Linked DNA regions of Oryctolagus cuniculus: region 2 is linked to region 1. The links are chromatin contacts, called in public Hi-C maps. All regions are on one chromosome and are shown on one strand. The core of a region is the stretch at or near the end of the contact, and the rest is flanking DNA. Distances in the headings are between cores, read along the strand shown. Region 1 overlaps OSBPL3 (oxysterol binding protein like 3). Region 2 holds the start of OSBPL3 (oxysterol binding protein like 3).

What was found. Hi-C and Micro-C count contacts between places; a contact is called where the count stands out from the background.
Region 2: a Hi-C map of an unstated tissue shows a contact between it and region 1, with 2.7 times the contacts expected there. The contact joins the promoter of OSBPL3 here to the enhancer-like site in region 1. A contact is called at or near these places in 2 of 6 Hi-C or Micro-C datasets (ear pinna and an unstated tissue).

The regions. Positions count from the first base shown.
Region 1 is chr16:16,744,141-16,751,944 of mOryCun1.1, reverse strand. All of the region lies in intron 1 of OSBPL3 (oxysterol binding protein like 3), which reads left to right. Among named protein-coding and RNA genes, the nearest start is that of OSBPL3, 72 kb to the left of the region's middle. Within about 2 kb of position 4,919, at least 1 of the 8 cell types and tissues checked has an H3K27ac peak or open chromatin away from gene starts, as enhancers often do.
Region 2 is chr16:16,816,794-16,824,597 of mOryCun1.1, reverse strand. OSBPL3 (oxysterol binding protein like 3) reads left to right here and starts at 4,473. Exons shown (of 23, transcript XM_051852838.2): 1 at 4,473-4,717.

The DNA of each region.
Region 1 (7,804 bases), core at 3,670-6,169:
AGAAGCTTTGCTGGGGGGTTCAACACAGTGAAGGGAGTTGGTTGCAAGGCCGTGTGGGTCAGAAGCAGGGGGTTGGGCCAGAAGGAGGCCAGAGGGGGCAGGGCAGAGAGATGGGGCAGAGGGCCCCGGGAGGGTGGCCTGGCGTTGTGTACTCGTAAGCACTGCTCTGCTCCCACGTGGGGTTTCGTGTCATGATGGACCGCATGATGTATTTTCTCTCTAATTGGCTTCATGAGAGACCCGTGTTTGTGGAAACACACTCTACAAGCATCAGGGATGGACTGCCAAGGTGATTTCCCTCCCGCCCTGGTCACCCAACCACCTAACTCCCTGGGAGGGACCTGGTCCCCGTTGAGGGAATGAAGAGGCAGATTGCTGTGCTCAGGTCACACCGCTGGCAAGGACACGCCTGCCTCACTGGCTCTGGAGTCTGAGCTCTGAAGGTGTGAGCAGTATGGAGACTCCACGAGTACTCGGAGGCGGCGGCCGTGGGCTGGGCTCTTTGCTGGGTGTAGGACAAGATAGGGGTGAAAGAGGAGACTTCCCCAGCCGGAGGAGATGCTAAGAAGTTTGGGAAGTCACTGACATCCCCTAAGCTACTTGTTGCGCTTCTTTCCTCTGAAAAACCCAGCAACTTGGCTTCTCTTGAAAATCCCAGCCTGGAAGCTCTTTTGTTTGCCTTCATTGCCGCATAGGCAGAAATGTACCCAAAGTAGAACGTTGAGAGAATAGTAGAAGGCCTCAGTCCCTCCCAGGCTTCCGAGACCCCTGTGAAGGGTCTGTGTGTCCTGATGGGAGCAGGCGCGATGCCCCGTGAGGACCAGGCCCTGTGCTTGCCCACCCGTGTTGGACTCCTGGGGCAGGATGGTACCGGGCAAGGCCCTGATGCTGCAGCTGGAGTGGAACTCTGAAGCCATCTCCCCTAGAAGATGTGTGGTCTGCACTTTCCTTTGAGGGCGCTCATGGCTGGCCACGCGCTCACACACACACGCTCCTGTGACAAAGTGGGTGTTGCGTAGGGTCAGACAGCTGGTTTACAATGACCGTTTGGAACTCAGTCTCCCAAAAGTAGAAGTTGCGTGTGTTTGCTCTCCTTACCTTGCTCTTTGGACAGCAGGCAGTAGAGTTCAGGCTTTTTATTAGCTTGTGTTTTTTTTTGATGAGTGATGTTTGATGAGTGTGTGTGATTATGGCCGTACATGCGTGTGAATATTTTATGCTACCTAATGGTATTTCTGAGAATTAGAGGTATAACTTAAAAAGATAAGGGCTGAGTCACTGCTCCATGTAACACAGACATACAGATCAGAGACCAACCGCTGTTCTTGGAGTGTGAAGGTGGCTTTAACATCACATTCAGAATTGGCTTTTTCTGTATGGATTTTAATTAGACCCGCTGATTCCATGGATAGCCTTCAGAGAGCTAAGCTAGTGCTGCCTCCCCGGGTAGCAAAATGTCTCTGAGACTTTAAAAGACTCCAGATTTCATTTCTGGATGTGATTGTCTCAGCAGCCACTCACATGAGGCGTCCCCATGATGCGTGAGAGATCTAGAGACGGAATGTGGAGGCCAGGGCCGGCAAGTCTGGTCGTCTTGGTATGGGTTTGCCACGTGGTGGAGTTGACTTTGACCTCTGACTTTGGCTGTTTCACTCTTTGCTTTGCATGAGCTCAGTGGATGATGCAGATTCTGAAGCATTAAGTGCTGATCTGGGCTGACTGGCTCCTGTGCTGGGGTTCCTTTGCTCATTTACTTGCAATTGAACGTACTATTTTAAAGCAGTCCTGATGGGGTGTTTTGAAACTTTCCTGTTGGCATTTTCAAGGGATTTTTAAAAAGTGAGATCTAATTCATACACCACATGATTTACTCTTTTAGAATGTGTACGTCAGTGATTTTTTAATATATTCACAAGATTATGCAACCATTACCACTGTCTAATTTCTATAACCCTAAAAAGAAATCCATAGCTTCCTCCATTTCCTCCTGTTTCCAGGCCCTGGCAAATGCTAATCTACTTTCTGTCTCTATAGATTTGCTAATTCTGGATGCTTGGTGTAAATGGAATTCCATAACCTTTTAAACTCTGGCTTCCTTTGCTTCGCTGTGTGTTTTCAAGAGTTATTTTGTCACGTGACTCAGTACTTGATTACTCTTTGTAGCTGAGTAGTATTCCATTGTCTTTATATTTTACTTTTTATTTATCCATTCACCAGTCGATTTGAATTTTTTCACTTTTTGGCTATTGGTGTATGTCTAGGGTCAGAATTACCGGGTCACATGATAACTCCAAGTTTACATTTTGAGTAACTGCTATCCTGTTTTCCAAAGTATACATTCCCACTAAAATGTGGGAAGGTTCTGGTCTCTCACAAGCTCAGTCACACTTGGCTATTGTCTGCTAATTAATAAATGACTCACTAAATAATTTTTTATTGTAGCCATCCTCAAGTATGAGGTAGTATCTCACTGTGGTTTTGATTTGCATTCCTTCTGGTTTATGCTGTTGAGCATTTTGTTTTTCATGTAGTTATCGACCATTTGTATGTCTTCTTTAGAAATATAACTGTTGTAGTTATTTGGTCATTTTAAAAATAGGGTTTGTTTTTGATGTTGAGTTATGAGAGTTCCTTATATATTCTAGATACTAGATCCTTCACAAATATTTTCTCCTGTAGGTTGTCTTTTCCTATTTTCAGTATTGTCCATTGAAACATAAAAGTTTTTGATACTGATGAAGCCTGTTTAGCTTTTCCCTTTGTGGCTTATAGTTTGGGGGTTATATCTAAGAAACCATTACTTAACCCAAGTTCAGGTAACATTAGCCCTATTTTCTTCTAAGAGTTTTACAGTTTTAGCTCTCATTCAGATTTTCAGTCCTTCTTGGATTACCTTTTTTTTTTTTTTAAGATTATTTATTTGGAAGGCAGAGTTACAGAGAGACAGAAGCAGAGAAAGAGAGAGGTCTTCCATCTGCCATTTCATTCTACAGACGGCTGCAATGGCCAGAGTTGTGCTGATGTTAAGCCAAGAGCCAGGAGCTTCTTCCAGGTCTCCCATATGGGTGCAGGGGCCCAAGGACTTGGGCCATCTTCCACTGCTTTCCTAGGCCATAGCAGAGAGCTGGATCAGAAGTGGAGCAGCCGAGACTCGAACCGGCACCATATGGGATGCCGGCACTGCAGGCGGCAGCTTTACCTGCCATGCCACAGTGCTGGCTCCTTGAGTTAGTTGTTTTTTTTTGTTTGTTTGTTTTGTTTTTAAAGATTTATTTATTTATTTGAGAGGTAGAGTTGCAGACAGAGAGACAGAGAAAGTCTTCCTTCCATTTTTTCACTCCCCAGATGGTTGCAATGGCCGGAGTGCGCCGAGCAAAGCCAAGAGCCAGGTGCTTCTTCCTGGTCTCCCATGTGGGTTCAGGGGCCCAAGCACTTGGGCCATCTTCTACTGCTTTCCCAGGCCATAGCAGAGAGCTGGATTGGAAGAGGGGCAGCCGGGACTCAAACTGGCACCCATTTGGGATGCTGGCGCCACAGGCTGAGGATTAACCTGCTGCGCCACGGAGCTGGCCCCTTGAGTTAGTTTTTATATATGGTGTGAGGCAGGCAGGCCCACCTTCACCCTGTTGCATGCAGATACCAAGTTGTCCTTGTTGGGATGACTGTTCTTTTCCCCGCTGAGTTGTCTTGGCACTGTTGTCAAAAATGAGTTGACTGTACTTGTGAGGGGTTAGTTCCTGTGTTGTTCTACTTGTGATGGGTTAGTTCCTGTATTCGTCTACTTGTGAGGGATTGATTTCCGTATTCTTATTCCTATTTTGATACCCATGCACATTGTCTTGCTTCCTACAGCTGTGTTACAACTTTTGAAATCATCAAATTTGACAGGATTGTTTTTGGATCTGATGTTTCTGTCCACCATTCTGGCCTGTGTGCTTTGTGGTCCCTTTTCTCTGTCCCAGTGAGGTCATGTTAGGAATGCTTCAGGTCTGGCATCACTGTTTGTGTGAAAGGGGATGGACTTGGGTGCAATCAGCTGTATTCCGGAAGTCTGATCGCTGGCTCTGTCACCAAGTCCAAGGATAAACCTGTGAATTAGGTAGGATTTGAGCATCCAGGCTGGTGCCTGGGAAGTACATGACTTTCTTGTTGATGCAGGGGCTTTCCTTGTGCCTTGTGCTATACCTCGGATTCCCTAGAGTCAGCCTATGTGCATTTAGAAACCATTGTAAGGTTGGCACGCAGACTGGTATTGCTGAGTTTTCCAGTATGTTCTGAGCAAAGGTTTGTGGTGTATTGTTGCAGATGTAGTTCACTGCTCTGTCTCCAGTGTGAACTTTGCAAGCACAGGCCCTGCCTGGACCAACAGGAAGTGCTCAGTGAGCAACTGTTAAATGGATACTAAATTTTTATCCCATTGTCTTGTATTCTTGGATAAATGTAATGCTAGTTGCCTGTACTTATGTTTCTGAGTAAGCCCACATTAACAACTGTGTGAATATTTAATTACCAAGGTCTTTTCCATGAGATTTTTGGGGGTACTTTAGCTAACTTAGTTTAAAATCAATTCATGCTCTCGCTTGCTTGCTCTCGTTCTCTCCCTTCTCTCTCTCTCTCGGCATGTTTTTTCACCCAGATGTTTCCTCCTGACGATAATTACAGACTGAAATAGAAAGGATCGAGTCAGAGTAGTCAACTCCAGAGAGCAGGTGGAGAGGGGACTGTGGGGAGTGGAGGAAGGCGTGACCATGGTGGGGGGCGGGGGTGGCCCTCCGGGCGAGGGTGGGGTCCAACAGGAAGCAGATCCTAGTCAGTGGACTTGGCTGTGGTATTGGTGCATGGTCGTGGTTTCTCACGGCTCTGCAGACCTCTCGGGCGTGAAGCTGTCAACAGAGAGTGCCCAGGTGTTTTTACTGGCGACTGCCGCAAGGCTGATTCATAGCCCGGAAATGGGGACTGTGCTTGCGAAGTTCACGAGGCACATCACAGATCAAGCAACCTCTGAGTGGAAGAGAGGAAGTCATTTCATGGGCTCCTAACATGGCTGAGTGTGGAAGCTGGGCGGGACAGGCTGAACGGATGTTTTCAGTGGGTGAGACTTGCCTCAGAAATTGGCGTCTGGTGTGGCATGGCTTTGGAACGGGTTCAACAAAGCCTGCAGGTCTGGATTTTGCTGCTGCTGCTGCTGCTGTTTAACTGCAGGATTTCTCAGCGCATTCAATGTGCTACTGGGTATTGCACAGTGTTTTCCAGTGTACCCAGAGATGACAGCTCTCAGGGGTCCGGTCCCCTCCCCGCAAGCTCCTCCTGGAGCCCTGTGCCACTGGTGTTGAGCAGGACACATCTTGAGTAAGTCTGCTCCAGGGCAGCACCTTTAGTTTCCGGGTGTGAGATCTAGTACCTTGGACTTTCTGAGCTGCTGTTTGCAGGAAGGGCCATGTCTGCAGGTGCACAACGTGGAAGCTGACTGTGTCTCTTGTCTTACTAAGCACTATCACAGAAGTCAGAACTTGAATGAGGAGTTACCCCAAACGGATGGAACTCTCTATGTGTGTATATGCTCACAAGCTCGGTCTGTAGGACGCCTGATAATCCTTGATCTCATGAACTTGCAAATCAAATTTCTGAAGGCTTTGCTCTGATGTACACTCCTTACCATGGAGGACAGGAGGGGCCAGGAGGAGGACCCATATAAATCAAGACCACTGGCTGCTGCTGTGGGATACACAGACTGTGGATAACTGGTTCTTGTGTGTAATAGGTGGAATGTGTTCCTGGCTTCAATGGTCGAGCAAAGGCATACAGTTACAATTGTGGGTGCAGCCACTCTACCCCCTCAGAACTGTTCCTTCTTCCCTCCCTTCCTCCAAGTCATCTAACCAGAGTTGCTTATCTGGTTTTCTCAAAAAAGAGAAAGCGAGGTGGGGAGAAACCGGAGGGCATCTTCATGGTACAACCACCATCATTTCCAGCCAGTCCGATTTGTGTGGGTTGGTGCACGTCACTGTGGTGGGGGAACCACAGCACAGCTGGGATGCCCAGTGTGGGTGGGTTCCCTGTACTCCTGTAGATACTGCTGCTTTCTTATCTGCATTGGTGGGCAGTTTCCACGCCACCCTACTGATGAGCCTGTGGGTGAGGGAAGTGAGGCAGATTCCCTTGTCCCGGAGCACAGGCTGTAATGATGTTCCTCCGACACTCGAGCCACAGCTGGAGAAAGGGGGACCACTTAAAATCCAGTTCCTTAGTAGCAACAGCCACACCTGGGCACACATGACTAGACGCTGTGGTGTCAGATGGCACCCTGAGTCCTATCGAATAGCTGTGGTCTCCATGCTGATCTTTCATTTCTGTGATCATTCAGGGCTCATTATGCCCTGATGAGTTAGTCTCTGTTTTTCCTTGTCATTCCCTCTGATTTCACTCGTTCTTCTGCTCCAGTTCAGCCGCTGGAGCGCTGCTCTCTGTACTGCCCTGCTGGCATCCTCTGTGGTTTCTGGGCACTGGGAGCCCTTAGGGAATCCTGCCTGTGTTTGGGATTCGATCTTTGCAATGCAGGATTAAGACTGGACTCCCTGGGCAAGGCCCAAGAGTTCGCACGTTCTCTCCGAAGAACTGAGAGGTGCTTGGGATGGTCACTCTTTCATTAACAATAAATCTGCTCTTGTAGAAATATTTCAGAAGACATGTGGGATGGGTGATAACTGGTGTGGTCACCTTTGAAAAACAAATCTTCCACACCTGGGAATGATGCCTCAGGATCGGCGTCAGCTCACTCTTAGCCACAGACAAACCTTGAGGCCCGCCACGGGTCGGAGACCGGGCACCTCTCCTTTCAGGAGGTGGGGCTGCCATTGCTCTGCGCTGAGCCTGCTGCCTGTGGGGTGAGGACGACGGAGTTGCCTTCCCATGGCACTTGGGATCCTGTGATGAAAGACTCTCCATGTGCCAAGCGCCCTACTCTGGCTGCAGAGAATGCATAATGAGAGGGTCTTCACAATGAGGGTCAAGGTTCTGGTTGTGAATTTAAAATATATATATATATATATATATATATATATATATATATATATTTACTGGGTCGGTGCTATGGTGTAGCAGGTAAAGCCACCACCTATGATGCCAGCATCCCATACAGGTGCCTGTTCCAGTCCTGGCTGCTCCACTTCTGATCCAGCGTCTGGCTAATGGCCTGGAAAGCAGCAGATGATGGCCCAAGTGCTTGGGCCCCTGCACCCGCATGGGAGACCCAGATGAAGCTCCTGGCTCCCAACTTCCAGGCTGGCTCAGCCCTGGCCATTGTGGCCATTTGGGAAATGAGCCAGCAGATGGAAGATCTCACTCTTTCTCTCTCTGTAAACTCTGCCTTTCAAATAAGTTAATAAATATTTACAAAATATTTGTATTTATTTGAGAGAAAGACACAGGCAGATATCTTCCATCTGCTGATTCACTCCCCAGATGCCTGCAACAGCCAGGGGCTGAGTCAGGCTGAAGCCAGGAGCGCAGGACTCTGAGTCTCCCACACTGGTGGCTGGGTTCAAAGCATCATCTGCCATGTTCTAGAACGTTACTAGCAGGAAGCTGGCTTGGAAGCAGAGCAGCCAAAGCTCAAACCCGCACTCTGATGTGGGTGGGATGCAGGCTTCCGGAGCAGCGGCTTAGGTTTGAGCTTAGACCCTCAGTTCCAGGGTTATTTTTAGTTTGGCGGGCCAGTCCACGTGAAGTGTGTCCACCTGATACACTGGCCACTGGGGTATTTAGTTTCTTGTCATTTGAGCATGTACAGTTAATGTGCTATGGA
Region 2 (7,804 bases), core at 3,224-5,723, 73 kb before region 1:
TCCTCTAATCAGGAGTAGGTCCTACAGTTTATTAGCTGAACTGGAGGCAGCTGTGCGGAAGCTGTTTACTTCTCTCCCAGCGCCATATTGTGGGAGAGCAGATGCATAGAATAAGTCTTAATTCCAGTAACTTAGTCCAGTCCGGATTGCTCCCCACATTTTAGAGGTAGAGTTACAGACAAATGGAGAGACAGAGACAAAGGTCTTCTGTCTGCTGGTTCACTACCCATATGGCTGCAACAGCTGGAGCTGGACCAATCTGAAGCCAGGAGCCAGGTCTCCCATGTGGGTGCAGGGGCCCAAGCACTTGGGCCATCTTCTACTGCTTTCTCAGGCCACAGCAGAGAGCGGGATCAGAGGAAGAGCTGCTGGGAGTCAAAACAGCGCCCATATGGGTTGCCAGTGCTGCAGGTGGAAGCTTTGTCTACTATACCACAGCTCCAGCCCCCTCAGCCCACTCTAGGAAATGAAAGAATGAAGTTCCTTATTTCAAAGGAGTTAGTGTGTCTACGAGGCAACCTTTGAATGTAGAGAAGGTATGCAGAATAGAGTTGTGGTGAACCCAGAACTGCTTTTCTTAGAAAGATCTGCTTGCAAGGTTGGTTGTTGGCTGGTGTCTGGGAACTTAGATCTAGGGATCTTTTCTAAGAGAGGCCTTAAGTATTGTGCAAAGAGTGTGGTTTAGACTGTACACCTGCCTTCCTTCTGCATTTTCCAATTGAAGTTCGGTTTTTCTGTCATTGATATGAACCCTGTGATCTGACTCAGCATGAAGAGGCACATGCCCCGATTCTGAGCAGTGAAACTTGATGATAACTCGGCTAGCCACTTCTGGGGGAGTCTTCCTCAGTTATAGAGGGTGGCTTGAGGAAGGGGTATTCTTTTCTGTCTCTGGACATGGCTGTTTTCTGGGCATAATATTGTTAAGTGCTGCATCTGTGTCAGATAAAGGAGCCCTCATGGTGAACTTAGCAGAGCAGGAAGACGAAGATTCTGGGTTTCTGTGTTTGAGCTACTCAGTAAGTCAATGCTAAAGTCTCTGTATCTCGAGACTTCTTGTTTGGTTTAAACTTTCTTTAATTTGAAAAGCGGGGAGAGAGAAAGAGAAATCCTCTCAGCTGGTTCATTCTCCAACAGCTGGGACTTGGCCTGGCTGAAGCCAGCAGCCTATTACTCAATCCAAGTCTCTCATGTGGGTGGCAGGGACCCAGCTTGGGCCCCTGCCACCCACATGGGAGACCCAGATGGAACTCCAGGCTCCTGGGTTCAGCCTGGTTCAGCTTATTGGAGAGTGAACCAGTGTACAGATCGTTCTCTGTCACTCTGCTTCTCAAATAAATAACGACATCTCAGAAAAAGAACATTATATCTCCCTGCTAGCTAGATTGGCAGATGTACCTTGATTGTACCAGTTGGGTGCATTTGTGTAAGACATGAGTTCAGGTTTGAGTTCATGTGGGAGAGAAGCAGGGTTTGGGGCTTAGGTGTTGCTGGTGTGGCTTGTAGCAGCAGGGGGTCCTTCCAGTGGTTCTTTCAAATCTTTTCAATTTGTTGGGAGGCTTCCTCATGATGGCAGGAGGGGCAGCAATCTTGGCAGCTCAGTTTGGCTGTGCCTGGCACACTGACGCTTACTGCCTGTGGCCTGCTGCTATATTAAATATTTACAGCAGATAACAGTTGAGGGTGTCCCGGCTCTCCACAGACAGTGCTTAAAGGGTAATGCAAGGCTCAGCCTGGCTTTGGAGGTTGTTTAGTCCTGAAGGAGAAGCCCTCTCCTGGTTTAATGTACGTGACATTGGTGTCCTTACACCCTTATTATGTTCCCTTTCCAAGGATGCTCCTACAGAGTAACAGCTGTATCTCAAAGGCTTCAAAGAAAGCCAGAATGTGCTCCCTAGAGGTGAACAATCTAAAACATCCCAGAAATCCTAAATATCTGATTTAAAAAAAAAAAAACACCAGTGACTCAGAAGTAGGCTGAGGATCCACTTCAGGATCCACTGAAACTGAGCAGGGCCTGTGAGAGCCGGGAAACTGGGCAGTGTGGCTGCTTCCTCTGCAAGTGTAGCTTTCCTGTAAGAAACACGGATTTTTGATCAAAAGTTAGAGATGGCAATAAAGACATGCAGGAAGTGACCGTCTGCTTCTAATTCCCCAAATATCGCTCCCTTCTCCAAGTACAGTGTTGGTGCCTCCCTCAGGACATCTTGCATCTCTCAGCTCCTCTTGCAGTCTGATGAAGCTGTAGAAAGCAGGGCAGGGACGCCCGCTGATTCTCCCCCTGTCTCTTAACGTGCCTGTTAAGAGCAGCCAAGCAGCCGTTTTTTTTTCAAAGGAGACAGCCGTTCTATATTTAATGAACCGTGAATTCTTGAGCAGTCCCTGTCTTGAATGCTTTTGAAAGGATGCTTCTGAGGTGTTTGCAACCGAGAACTTTGATTCAATTTCCACACAAAAGTGAAGGAGGAGGAAGACGAGTGGGCGGTTACAGACCTCTGAGGGCACGCAGGTGTTCAATCTGCCCCCCCACCCCGTGATGCATTTGGCCAACAGGATGGGAGACCCAGCCTCTGGCCGCTCACAGCGGTATGCTTATGGTCAAGGTGCTGGAGTTTTCTGAGCTTTGGTTCACCCCACTCCCCCATGCTATTAAAGGGATTGATAGGGCCAGTGCTGTGGCACAGCGGGTTAACGCCCTGGCCTGAAGTGCTGGCATCCCATATGGTCATTGGTTCAAGACCCAGCTGCTTCACTTCTGATCCAGCTCTCTGCTATGGCCTGGGAAAGCAGAAAATGGCCCAAGTCCTTGGGCCCCTCCACCCACGTTGGAGACCTGGAAGAAGCTCCTGACCCCTGGCTTTGGATCAGCACAGCTCCGGCCGTTTCAGCCAACTGGAGAGTGAACCATTGGATGGGAGACCTCTCTCTCTCTCTCTCTGCCTCTCCTCTCTCTGTGTAACTCTGATTTTCAAATAAATAAATCTAAAAAATAAAGCGATTGATAAAGTGACGAACTATCCCGCACAGAAATCACCATACTAGAAGACCGGTACACCCACCCGCCTGACAGAGTTACCTCGGAGGGAGTCAGGCCACCTGGCCCTTGTTCTCCCATAGATGGTCAGACTCTGCCTATTGCCCGACAGGTACAGCTACTGTCTGGTTGTACAGGTAAGGAAGGGTGAGCTCGGGAAGGCCCACACACCACCCTCAAAGCCAGGCAGCACCCGCTCACCTCCCAGGCATGCCCGAAGCTGAGGACGCCCAGAGCCAGCCGGGACGTGGCCGGAGGTGAAGGTACTTCTTCACTCTTGGAGTGAAACTCCCTCCACAGCCCCGCTGAGCTGCTCTCACAGACATTCAGATGGTGGCTTTAAAATAAAACTCTCAGGAGGAAGCTAATTTTAGGGCATTGACAAGCTTCTTTCAAGAATAATTAGCTCTGTGTGGGCTTCAACTTTGATTACCCACCCCCACCACCACTCTGTCCGCTTCCGATTGTAGGAGCTGGAAAGCCTGGGCGCTTCTTTCGGAACAGAAGGGGAAATGAGACTACGAGAAGGCGCGGCGCGGTCCCCCTGCTCCCGGAGGCGTGGCACCGCCCCAATACGCACAGCTCCCACCGAGGAAGAAAACGCCAAGGCGGGGCTGCCGGGTGGGACCACCAACCCCCGCCTGTAGTGTGCGTTCGGATTTCAGGCTCTGGTTTCGGAGAACTGCCTAGGAGAATCTAAGGAGGAAGAAATCAGACCGCGGGAGCGCACGCAAAGCCGGGAACGTCGGCCGGTAGCTGGGGTCCGCCTGACAGCTACTCCCGCGCGGTTCTCCGCGAGCCCACGCCGCGTGAGAACCCCACCGCCCCTCGGATGCTTCCAAAAAGCCAGAGCTGCGTGCATGGCACAGCTAGGCCGACAGCTCCCGGAACCTTAGTCAGGGGTCACTCTGCAGGCTGGATATGCGTCTCGTGCCGCGCAGAGGGGCGGTTGGCCCCGGGGCCGGTGCTCGGGGCGCCACAGGGGCCTCCAGGGCCGTGGACACCTGGCATTGCCGTTCCCAGGCTCAGGAATGCGGCAGGACGCCACCTCCGCCGAGAAGCCCTCAACACCCTTGTCTCGGGGGCTCCTCGCTCCCGCCTACTCCGAGCGCAGGGAGCCGGCTAGCTCTGGAAGCCGCGGCGCTCGCCCAGCGAGCGCTCCGTTCCGCTGGGGACCTCGGGCCGTCAGCTGCTGGCGCTGGCAGCGGAGACCCCAGGCGGCCGGGGAGCGAGCGGGCGTAGCCCTGCCCGACCACCAGGGGGCGCCGGCGGCCCCAGGCCCCGAGAGCGAACCGCGCCTCCCTCCTCTCCCCAGCCCCAGGTTCTAATCCGTTGATAGCTCTCGAGGGCCCGCGGCCTCCGTGCCCCGGTCAGCTCCTCTCCGGTGCCGACCCTTGGTCGCCGTCCGACTTCCTCACGAAGGTCGCGTGCCCCTGCTCGCGGGGAGACACGTGCGCCCCGACACCGCCTCCGTCCACCAGCCCCTCCCGCGGCCCGGAAACGCACACGTCGCTTAAGGCCGCCCCGGGCCCCCTCCCCAGCCCCGCAGCGGCTGTCGGCTCCCGCCACCCCTCCAACCGGTCCCAAATCCCGGGCTCCCAGCTCCCGGGATGCGTCACTGACTCTGGCGGCCTCTTCCCTGCGCATCGCCCCACCTCCTTCCCCGGGGACGACTCCTGATTGGTAAGAGTTGGGTCTCCCCGCCCCCATGCGGCCCCGCCCCCATGCGGCCCCGCCCCCTCGCTGGGCCCCTCCCGTACTCGCCCCGCGGCGCGCGCCGAGAAGTTCTGTGCAAAGTCCTAGGAGCCCGGCTGCGCGGCGGCAGCTCCCGCGAGCCGGCCGGGGCCAGGGCACCCGAGCGCAAGGCTCCGGTCCCGCCGTCGGTGCCCGAGAGGTCGTCCGCGCCGCCGATTCTTGAGGCCGATGCAGGAAGTGTCGGCAGGAGGAGTCGGGTTTGCCTCCTCCTCCCGGGTGTGTGCGTGGAGCCCGGAACGGAGCGCCTGGGCGCTGGGCGGCGTCCCCGGCTGCGGAGCGCGCAGGTACGCGGCGGGGCGTCCGCCCCGGCGGCGCGGGCTGGGAGGGGCTGCACTTTCGGGGGGCGCCGGCAGGCTCCGCGGGCTCTGTCTGCCTGCTGTCGCCCGGGAGGAGCCGGCCAGCGGGAGACCGCCCTCGTGGTCACCTCCAGGGTCTTGGGAGCCGGACCCGGAGTGCCGCCTGGTGCCTCGAGGAGGAGCGGGCGCGGGGACCTGGGTGCCGCGGGAGTCTGGTTTCGCTGGGCGCGGCGCGGGGCTTCACCGCGTCGGCAGGATGGGACGCTCGCTCCCGCACCCGCCCCTGCGGGCTCCCCGGCGCCCCGAAGTCGCTGCTGGCCGTGGGAGCGGGAGGCGGCTGCCAAGCGGCGGCCCTCCGGTGTGCGGGATCCGCGCGGGAGCGCCGGGATGGGGCGTTTGCGGATGCCCTATTTTACACTGCAGCCCAGAGATGATGCTCCCAAAGGCGGGACTGGCTTCCGTCTCCCAGCCTGTGTCCTTTGCGGTCGGGAGAGAGAGCCGCGGAGCAGGCCTGGGCTGGGCTGCTCCCCGCAGAAAGCGCTGCTTCCGAAGTAGTATCCTGGGGCCCTTCGCCGCCCACCGCCTGTTAGCACAGAAGCCGGGGGTTGGGGGTGGGGGGGGGGCAGGGCTGGATCCGTGCTGCTGCCAGCTGAGCCCAGGGTCCACGCGGAGCCTGACACGCGGAGGTTCCCGTTTATGGGGCGGATGCGTGGAAACACTGCTGGTTTCCCAGCTGCTGCTGATTTCCACCTTCCTCTTCCTTTTATTTATTTTTTGCCTTCCCTTCCTGGGAAAATTCACAAGTAACAGTAACCACTACTGACTGAGCACCCGAGTCCCACAGTGTACACTAGATGCTCTGGGTAGCTTGTCTCATTAAGCATCTCCGTAGCCTCGTTAGCTGAATATTTTTAACCGGATGGGAGATGGAGGCGCTAGCAGGTTCACCAGGTTTCCCAAGGTTCTGGAGCGCTAGGATTGCAGCCCGTTTTGTCTCTCTTGTGTTGAGCCACTTCCAAGAATCTAAATGCTTTCCCACTGTTGCAGCTGATACACATTTAGCTTTATTGGTAACAAAAGCTCTGGCTTAGCCAGAACCAGATTTGTTGCTTTATGATGAGACACAGTTTCAGCAATGGCAACGATGTTGCAGGCCGCACAGTACCAGGCTGCTTCGGGGCGTGTTCTGTCCTTTAATCTTCGCAGTCTGGGACCGGCAGCCCTGTGAGGTTGTTTGCAGATTTCAGATGAAGAAACTGAAGCCTACTTCAGCTCCTTGGCCAGACTTAGTACATTGCTGAGTTGGATTTTGAAAATGGTCTTTCTGGCTGCAGACATGGAGGTCCTTCTGCTCTGTAAAGTCTCTTGCTCTACTGTTTAATGAGTGGTTAACTAATTATGCAGGTGTCTGTGATACAGTATATATTAAAACCATCTGAGGCTGGCCTGTAAACTTCCCCGTGCCAATGCTGAGCATCTGTGCTGAGTTGCTGAGGCTCTTACTGGCATTGATTTTTGTGGTTGAGTTTGTGGTTTGTGGGCCTGGTAGACTGGGGTAGGGTTGGGGGCTGGTAATAGAGGACGGAAGGAAATCCTTTCACTTAAATCTAAGGAGAAATCTCTTTGGTTTTAGCTGTGGTGGCAGATGAGCTCTGAACAGTGCTTCCTGTCTCTCTAGGGCAGTCTGGAAGTCTGTGTTCCCCTACACACAAGGGAGAGTTGGAAACGCCAATTCCAAAAGCATCTTTTAGGAAAATAACCGCTTTTCTACTCTTTCTGCCCTTGCATTGCAGCTGGGGGGTGAGGACAAGCCAGGGAAGCGTTGCCTGGTCACCCACAGGGGGCACTGGTAACCTGGGGCTGGGGAAAGGAGCTGGAGACCCCTGTTTCTGCCGCTTCATTCCAGTTTGGAGGGTGTTGCCGTGTTTTTCCCCACAGGAGGCTGTGGGCAAATCACAGTGTTGGTTATAATGTGCTTCTTGGCAGCAGTGTGTTTTCTCAGTCGCTAATTCCATTTCAAGAGTGCTCCAGGGAGTGCCCGTGCAAGTGGAGGGGGCGTGGTACTCCAGGGAAGGTGGAGGCTGTTAGCTGGAAGAACCTTCCATGCATCATGGAAAGTTGTTTACGGGCGCCCTGCAAATTCCTTCCCTATCTAAATCTCCTCGTTCATCAGTTTTCCGACTCTCTCGTCTGGAAACTTTCTAATTGACTTTCCAGTTACTGCTTTGCAGACCACGTTCATACTCACCCCAATGCTTGTCTCAGTGTCTTTCACACTGGGTGCTTCCCATTGCCCCTGTAGCATCTTGGGGGCGTCTCTGAATTCTGCGCCAACATTGCCTACAGGGGGTTTCTGAACACCATGTCCTAACACAGCACACCATGCTCAGGTGCTTTCCTGAAGTACTGTCATATTGCTGAAAAGCCTCTGGTGGCTCATATCATTCATAAGTCATAATATTACCAACAGCAGCAGTAGCTGCTCCACTTTTATGTGCTGGATGCTGTTATAAGTGCATTTGATTCTCAGAACAACATCAAAGCAGACACTGTTATTATACCCCCACCCCCCTCTCCAGATGAGGCTGGGCAACGTTCACAACTGCTTTGCAGCTAGTATCTGGTGGGGCTCAGACTCAGACCCCAAATTCTTTTCCCAGCTCATTTAAGCATAGATTCCTTCATCTAAAGTCAGGCTTCGTCTGCCTGGACTCAGCCT